3 separate regions of the Mus musculus genome follow, and all the other regions are linked to region 1. The links are chromatin contacts, called in public ChIA-PET and promoter capture Hi-C maps. All regions are on one chromosome and are shown on one strand. The core of a region is the stretch at or near the end of the contact, and the rest is flanking DNA. Distances in the headings are between cores, read along the strand shown.

Region 1 (2,546 bases), core at 29-2,528:
CCAGCATTATTGCTTTCTCCCCTCCGGGGGGCTCACCTGGCATCACATTCCTCCACATACATACACTCTAAGGTCAAACACAGCTTGCCGTGTGTGGGGATGGTGGGGGCGCTCCTGCTCAGGGTCTCTCCCTCTGCCTAGGTGTTGGGCACCTGGTGCCCTGCCAGCCCACAAGAAGACAGCTCTGGGTGTGTTTCCATGTGAGTGCCTCTTCAGAGAAGGTTAGTCTGGCAATGTGCTAGTCCTATACGTAAAACTAAATACACGTGGACATATGAGGGGCCTGGGGCGGCAGGGCATAGTCAGGGTCTTGGGTCTCCCGATGATGGGAGTAAAGCTCCTCTTGCCTTCTCTCCCTCCTGTCTTTTATTCCAGGGCAGAGGCACAAGCACCAGGTGTGGGCTGTAGTCAGAACTTTTGCCCTCTTCCCTGGCACTTGGCTCTTTGGGAGCTGGGAGGTCCCTGCTTGCTTGGGCCTGGAGTACCGCAGGGCCGGCCGGCCTCAGCAGGTTCACAAACTGACATTTCCTCCCCCACTGAGCTTTTGGGGGCAAGCCGGGTCGCTGCGCCCCCGAGGCCGTGCTGGGCCCCCGGGTGGTGGCCCCCCCATCCCGCCTCCATCCTCCTGGAGAGGGCCCCCGAGGGCTGTGATTGGCTGATTCAAACCCATCGGCACAGAAATGCTTGTTTGCGGGTTCCCGTCGGAGTCCAGTTCAAATCCGCGGCACTGGGCGCGCGGGGCCGGGCGGGGGCAGGAAGCGCGCATGATTCATGCGCCGAGGCCTCTCCAGGGCGGCCGTTGGCTTTTTAAAAGGGTGTTCAGGGGGGAGGATAGCTTGCAGAAAGTGTCCCCTTCAGCTTCAGGCACTCCTTTCCTCAGTTGCTCTAATTGCAAACTTTCTCCCGCTCCCAGCCGATCGTGCCTTACTTTGGACGTGAGCAAAATCCCAAATGTCCTGCCTATCCTCCTCTCCATAGCTTTAAATGGAAAAGAAAAGGCACACGGCCACAAACGGAGACCTGTCACCCACACCCTGGCCAGCGTTGGGATTGTGGCTGGGACTCCCGCTGCCCTGAGGGTACCGCTCGGGCTCCATCTCTATCCCCATCCCACAAGCGCGCAGCCTCCAGCCCCCGCCCGGGGATCCTAGGGCTCAATCTAGGTTTCTAGGAGAGGGGTCGTGTGCAGGGATTAAAGCGTGAAACGCGGACACTCCCGGGGCGCCCGCAGCGCGGGACTTACCGCGAGGCAGCGCGTCAGCCGGTCCCACTTGGAGTCTGGCCACCAGGCACATCGGCGGCGGCGGTGCGCTCGGCCCAGGGCTGCCTGGCCGAGTGTCCGCCCCTGGGGCCGGGGTAGGGGTCTCGGCGGGGGCGGGGCGGGGCGGGGGCGCCGCGGGGAGGAGGGGACGCGGGGAGGGAGGGGCCGGTGAGCTCAGGAAGGGGCCCCCCGGGCGCGGGGCGCCATCTTTTTCGCGTTTTCCCGCGAATTATTGACGTCCCCGCTTATGTAATTAGCAGGGGCCGCACCGGCTTTGCCATTGGAGCCCGCGGCTGGCGGGGCCCCGCAGCGTCTCCCGGGGCCGCCCCCGCGCAGCGAGTCCAGCGGGCACACGCGGAAACACAGCTGTACAGAACCACGGCTGGGCGAGCGTACGCACACCACACGCACACAGCTACTACACCCAGACCCTTCACGACCCGGGTTGGTCTCCCAGCACCTTGATCTTACAGAACCAACATTCCACACTACTCCTTGGAGACCAGGAAAAGCCTAAGAGAATCAGACACAGGACACACACCACATATATATGTGTGCCATAAGTCACAACACTCAAATGACACTGCCCTCAGCATAGACTCCCGCGAAACCACGTGCAAGGCATACACAAGTCAGCAACATAGAGCCCCGACACAGTGACCACAAGACCCACTCGAGTATGCCAGTCACGCACTGTAGAGTTAACAGTGTAAAAGAGATAGTCACACAGACCATGTGCACAAACACGGCAAATATGAAAAGGGCAAGCTTAAGACAGATCTTGTGGATAGGGCTCCAATCAGATAAGATCTCCCTCCAGGAGAAAAAAACCAGAGTGTCCTGAACCAGACGCACTCTTGGCGCCAGAGCTTGAGATAGTGTCGGTCAACACCCCCTACCTGCATCCCTGCTTTCAATCTGGACTGCCCACTGCACCTGCTCGAATGGCTCCCTGCAGACACACCCTGCTGGGATGAGTGCATTCCTGGTGTGCTCTTTCCTCCTAGAGCCTTCCCTGTTCATTTTTCAGGGTTCACATTGGCCCTCTGCTCCCTGGGGTGTGGGCAGTCTGGCCTGCAGCTCCTGTCTGCCCCCTCAGTTTGAGATACAGGAGTCCTCTTCCACATGCCCACATTCCCCTTTACTTCTGGGTCTTACTGCTCCTCCTGAGGATTTGACCCACAGCAGAATCTGGCTGAGCCTGGAAAGGAAGTTGGTAGCAGCCCCACCAGACAGGCTCTTCCAGCCCAGGAAGGCATAGCTGCACACCACTTTCTGCAGAGAT
Region 2 (2,546 bases), core at 34-2,533, 480 kb after region 1:
AATTAAAAAAAAAAAGAAGTCTAGCTGGGATTGGAGAGATGGCTCGGCAGTTAAGAAACACTAGCTGTTCTTCCAGAGGTCCTGAATTCAATTCCAGCAGCAACAAGATGTCTCACAAACATTTGTAATAAGATCTGATGTTCTCTCTGTCATGTACACACACATGCAAATGCATCACTTATATACATAAATGAATAAATCTTTTTAAAAAATGTTTATCATGTGTATATATCTGGTTTCATAGATAAAGTGGAATGGGCCAGCAAGATGGCTCAGTGAGTGAGGGTGCTTGCTGCTAAGTCTGAGGACCTGAGTTCAGTCACTGAGACCTACATAGTAAAACAACAGAACTGATTCCCTCAAGTTGTCCTATGACCTCTAAAGGGGACCTCCACACAAATAAGATATAACAAATTTAATAAAGCAGAAAATGGAGCAGAAATCAAATTTAACCCAAAATTTCCAAATTCAATTTAGAAGAAAATGATTAATAGAGAAATTTAAGAACTTTAACAAATGCCAAACCAAAACCAAAACAAAACAAAACAGAAACAGAAACAACAACAACAACAACAACAAAAAACCCAAAACCCAAACCAAAAAAGACAACATCAAAATAAAAGCCATGCACAAAAAGCAAATTGTTCTAATGGCAGTCATTTCCAAGGTCCCAAGACTAACAGTCCCACAGGAAAGTTTTAAAACCCCCGATGTCAAGCCTACACCAAGACAACTGAACAGCAGCAATCTTTGGATGGGATCCAGATGTGAATATTCTCAATCCAGGAAATTCCAAGATGCAGCCAATTGTAAATTGTGAATAAATGTTGTGTCCCTTGCCACTAAGAAAGACAAAAACTCCGTTGGGCTGCCTGTGGATTCTGGAGACGGTGTTCCACCACAGGGAGTGTCCGACTGTCTCCTGTCCACCTGATAAATATACAAAGCAGTAAGCTGCCCAAGAAACCCTGGAGGAGGTCGTCAAGTGGTCGCCGCTACTGGGATGCTTTCTTACCCAATGGATGCTGATGACCAGTGTCACCTATAAAGTTGAGTAGCCCAGAGAGGGGTGGGACAGGTTGTTGAAGGCTATAGCTCCCCTTGATAGAGCAGTTGAAGCAAGGGCCACTGAATTCCAGATCACTTCTTGGTGTGTGTTGTGTTGCTACCACCAAAATACCGAAGCTGGGTGCTTTACAAAAAGAAAAAAAAATGTTCCTCCAGCTCCAGATGTCCCAGAATCCATTCAGTTTCTGTTGAAAACCATGTGGCAGTCAGCCAGAGGCACTGTGTGGAGCGGAGCATGGGTTTGAGTGGTGGAGGGGAGCTGCCAGGCTTGCTAACAACCATGTCACAGAAGCCCATCTCCAGAGCGACAGCTCACTCATAGAAAAGCATTAATCCCTAGTCAATGCCTAACACAGCACTATCCACTGGAACCAAACCTCAGTGTGAACTCCACGGGGAGAACCACATCTCAACCATACCACACCTACAAACAGTAGCACCCTTGGCGCACATAAGCAATGTGTCTCTCCTCTAAGTCAGCGTTAAGATTCCCTCCTACTTCCCTTATGCCTTCTTTATTAACTGTGGTATATGTAGGGTTGATTTCTACCTGTTTATTTGATAAACTGCACAGTACACCTACAGCACCACTAAGCTATAGAGCTAGTTCCATTTATATGAAGGATCAATAGCATTTATACAAATGACGCTGCCTTTAATAGCACCAAAAAGAATGTTTTCATCACTCCAGAAACTGGTTCTCTTTGGAACTCCTGCCCCCTGGTGTCCACGAGAGGGAACTGCTTTGTCTTAGCTCTGGTTTCTAGGGAGGAAGTGGAGCTTTAGAGTTTCCCACACAGGCAAACAGATAAATCTGTTAGTGAACTCTGAAAGAGTGTAATTCCAGCCGCTCCAAGATTGCCACGAATGACATTTCTTGAGATGGGGTGAAGTTTGCCACCCTGTGCAAGTGTGAATCACTTAGCAGTGCCCTTGTATCCACCCACTACATGCCAGTAGCACCCACACTCACGATCCAGTTAGGACAAGCAAAAAAAAAAAAAAAAAAAAAAATGCAAATGCAGCCACTGTCATTGCCAAGTGGCTGCGAGGGCTGGAAGGGAGATGTGAGCTGAGAGCCGCTGATGTGCTGCTGTGGGGAGACAAGGAGGCCAGGACTTACTGCCCTGCGAGCAGCACGGAACCCTGTTGGCCATGGCACTGGCATAGAGCCTCAACCTGAACCCAAGCTGAAACCCCGAGGTCGCAGCTTGTGAACCACAGGGAAAAGGTTCTGTCTGCTGGACCACAGATGGAAATGCTAGTAGCAGGGATGTGAGAGAGCTGGTCCCATCTCCAGTCGAGAAGCAGAGAGATGCTGATGCTCTGCCTGCCTTCTCCTTTGTATTCAGTCTGGGACCCCACATTGACTGGTGCCATCCAGTTAGAATGAGCCTTGTTACCTCTGTCCACCCAACCTAGCAACTCCCTTGTAGACAAGCCCGATGTCTGTTACACTGGGAGGGAGTGGGGAGCAT
Region 3 (2,546 bases), core at 32-2,531, 290 kb after region 1:
AAATGGAATTCAGTTGTCTCCTCTCTGAACCGATCCAGTATTGTGTATCTCAGCCCTCGTGGAATGTACTGTAGTACAAAACATACCAGCCAGGATAGGGAGAAGCCATCATTTGTGTTCCATCATTACTCAGCTACAGGACAACTTCTGGCTTCGGTCCGTCCCTCGCCCCTTATTAAAAAAATGCGGAAAACTCTCAAAAGGCACTCGAAGCAAGCAAGCTATGTGTGAAGACACCTAAACCCGTGTCTGGCACACACTGGAGTTTTAGCGTTCCCGTTCCATCGTCTTTTCTCAAATTCTCGAGATGCCCAAACTTTTTCCCTTCGTTCTTTCTAGATGCTGTCTAGGTTCCAACCAGTGCAGGCTGGCCAGGGACTTTACAGGGATTCGGAGAACCTCGCGCACAGTCCCACACGCCCAATCCTCAGCCGGGACGACAGAGCGGTGGCTTACAAGGACACGGGAGCCAGCCCGAGACGCCGAAGCGCTGCCTTTTGTTGAGGCCCTGTAGGGTGGGACTGCCACGGCTGGGGGCTCGTGGGTGGCAGGCCGGCGCGCCACGCGTGGGGCAACACTGCGGGGGTGTTCTACAGCCGCGGGCAAAGGCGGCGAGACTCGGGCCTGCGGAGGCCGCGGCTGTGCCCCGCAGGTCGGACGGATGAGGTGGGAACACACCCTCCCTGCACGCCTCGGAGCCCGGCTGCGGGCAGGGAGCGCGAGCCGCCCGGGACGGCGCGGGCGACAGCTCGCCCCGCGGAGTCCTGTCAGGCCGGCGCCCTCCGCCGACCCCCGGGCTGGCCGCGGCCTGCGGGGCCCAGCCCGGGACGCCGCCCGCCTACCTCTCGGCTCGCCTCCGCCCCTTGGAAGGGCCGGGCTGGGAGGCTGGCTCCGGCGGCCCCTGCGGAAGGCCTTGGTTACCTGGGGGGTTGCTGGTGGCTGGGCAGCTTTCCGGACGGGAGGGGGACGTCAGGACGAGGAAGCGGAGGGCGGACGCGGCGGGAGGGAGGCCGGAATCCGTCAGCCGAGGCCCTGGCAGGTAGGCGGGCTGGCCGGAGGTTGCAGACACTCGGGTGGCAGTCGCGGTGGCGGCGGCGGCTGCTCCTGCGGCTCCCTCAGGATCTTCCTCGGGCTGGCCCAAGATGGCGGCGCTCCCTGCACAGGGTTTCCTGTCACCCTCGCAATGGGCCGGACCACAAAAGAAGGGGGGAGGATGCGCGCGCAGCCAGCGGAGCCCGGAAGAGGGTGGTGGAGACTAACCTGACGGCCACGCCCCTTCGTCAGTTCGCCCCTCCGGAGTAGACCCGCCTCGGCCTCGGCCCGCCCCCACTGGTCCTCACGCCTGAAGGAGGCGGGGAAAGGAGCCTGCGCAAGCGTAGTCGTGTGCCACGCCTCCCGGCGGAGTTACTGCGCAGGTTCGCACGCTGTTTTCTAAGGGTTGACAGTGTCTGTCCAGAATTGTCGCCGTTAGAGACCTAACTATTTTTAATACGCGTAACTGCTTATCACTGGGCCGCCTCTGTATACCGGCTTCTGGAACACACACGTATTTACTGCATTTATTCAACATTTACAGACCAATTGGAGACTAGTAGGAACAAGGCTGGCCAACACCCAGAGACGCTTCTCGTGCCATCAGAGGCAAAAGGGTGGTTCACATTGACCAACCCATTTGTATAATCATGTAGCTAGGAGGTGGCCCTTTCTTGTGTTTCATCTTTGTCTAGCTTAACCTTGCTTTGCGGACACCAGCAACAGGAAGAGGGAAACTTGACATTTTTACTCCCACCTTCCCAAGACACTTCCCACTCCCACCTTCCCAAGACACCTTGGTGAAAGCAACAGTTTCACTTTCTTGGTCTTTCGTCTTTTTGCCTTGTAGAACCTGGATGTGGATTTACTTATCTTACATTTACGTTTATCTTACATTTCCTTTTTTTATCTTATTATTTATTTGACATTTACGTTATTTATCTTACATTTACGTTTAATTTATATTTTACAATTACATTGCCACAAGGATGGATATGTTAATAACGCAAAGCAAAGCAATTTTTTTTTTCAGCATAGAAGTTGACCTTTTTTCTCCTGATTTTTTTTGAGGAGTGGAGTGGGGTTCAATACAGGATTTCAGTATGTACTTCTGGTTCCCCTGGAACTCACTATGTGAATCAGGGTGGCCTCTAACTTGCAGAGATTTGCCAGTCTCTGTATTCCCGTGTTATGGTTAAAGACATGCACCATCACACCCAGGTTTCCCCCCATGATTTTAAAGGATTTGGTACATATCTTGTGTGTCTCTGAAGGGACTATGGACTGTAACCATTATCCCTACCATGCCTAGTGGATAAAATGGCCCTTTCCAGAACCCCCAAAGAAAAGTCGCAATTCTAAGCGTTTAAAACCTTTCGTTGTAAACTGGTTCTGCCTTAGGAAAGTGAGATGTCATTAGAAAAATACATAGCAGTTTGAAAATCTCTTGTTTTGATAAATACATGATACAGACAACAGTTTTATACATGTCATTTACTTTCTCAGGTCCTCAG

The links. ChIA-PET counts read pairs in DNA pulled down with a chosen protein or histone mark. Capture Hi-C pulls out chosen DNA fragments and counts their contacts.
Region 2: a contact with region 1 is called in a promoter capture Hi-C map of liver. The contact joins the promoter of 4930402F06Rik here to the promoter of Phf19 in region 1. A contact is called at or near these places in 1 of 39 promoter capture datasets (embryonic stem cells) and 1 of 9 other capture datasets (liver).
Region 3: an RNA polymerase II ChIA-PET map of effector CD8 T cells shows a contact between it and region 1, with 259 read pairs. The contact joins the promoter of Rab14 here to the promoter of Phf19 in region 1. A contact is called at or near these places in 11 of 39 promoter capture datasets (the C10 cell line, cranial neural crest, embryonic stem cells and 6 more), 5 of 484 Hi-C or Micro-C datasets (B cells, LSK cells, embryonic stem cells and 1 more), 4 of 115 datasets of contacts at active chromatin or transcription factors (astrocytes, bone marrow-derived macrophages, effector CD8 T cells and 1 more) and 3 of 9 other capture datasets (adipose tissue, liver and pancreatic islet).

The regions. Positions count from the first base shown.
Region 1 is chr2:34,912,698-34,915,243 of GRCm38.p6, forward strand. It overlaps Phf19 (PHD finger protein 19), which reads right to left and starts at 1,279. Exons shown (of 15, transcript NM_028716.4): 1 at 1,244-1,279.
Region 2 is chr2:35,395,891-35,398,436 of GRCm38.p6, forward strand. 4930402F06Rik (RIKEN cDNA 4930402F06 gene) reads right to left here and starts at 1,284. Exons shown (of 6, transcript NM_001080709.2): 1 at 1,016-1,284.
Region 3 is chr2:35,199,839-35,202,384 of GRCm38.p6, forward strand. Rab14 (RAB14, member RAS oncogene family) reads right to left here and starts at 1,282. Exons shown (of 8, transcript NM_026697.4): 1 at 922-1,282.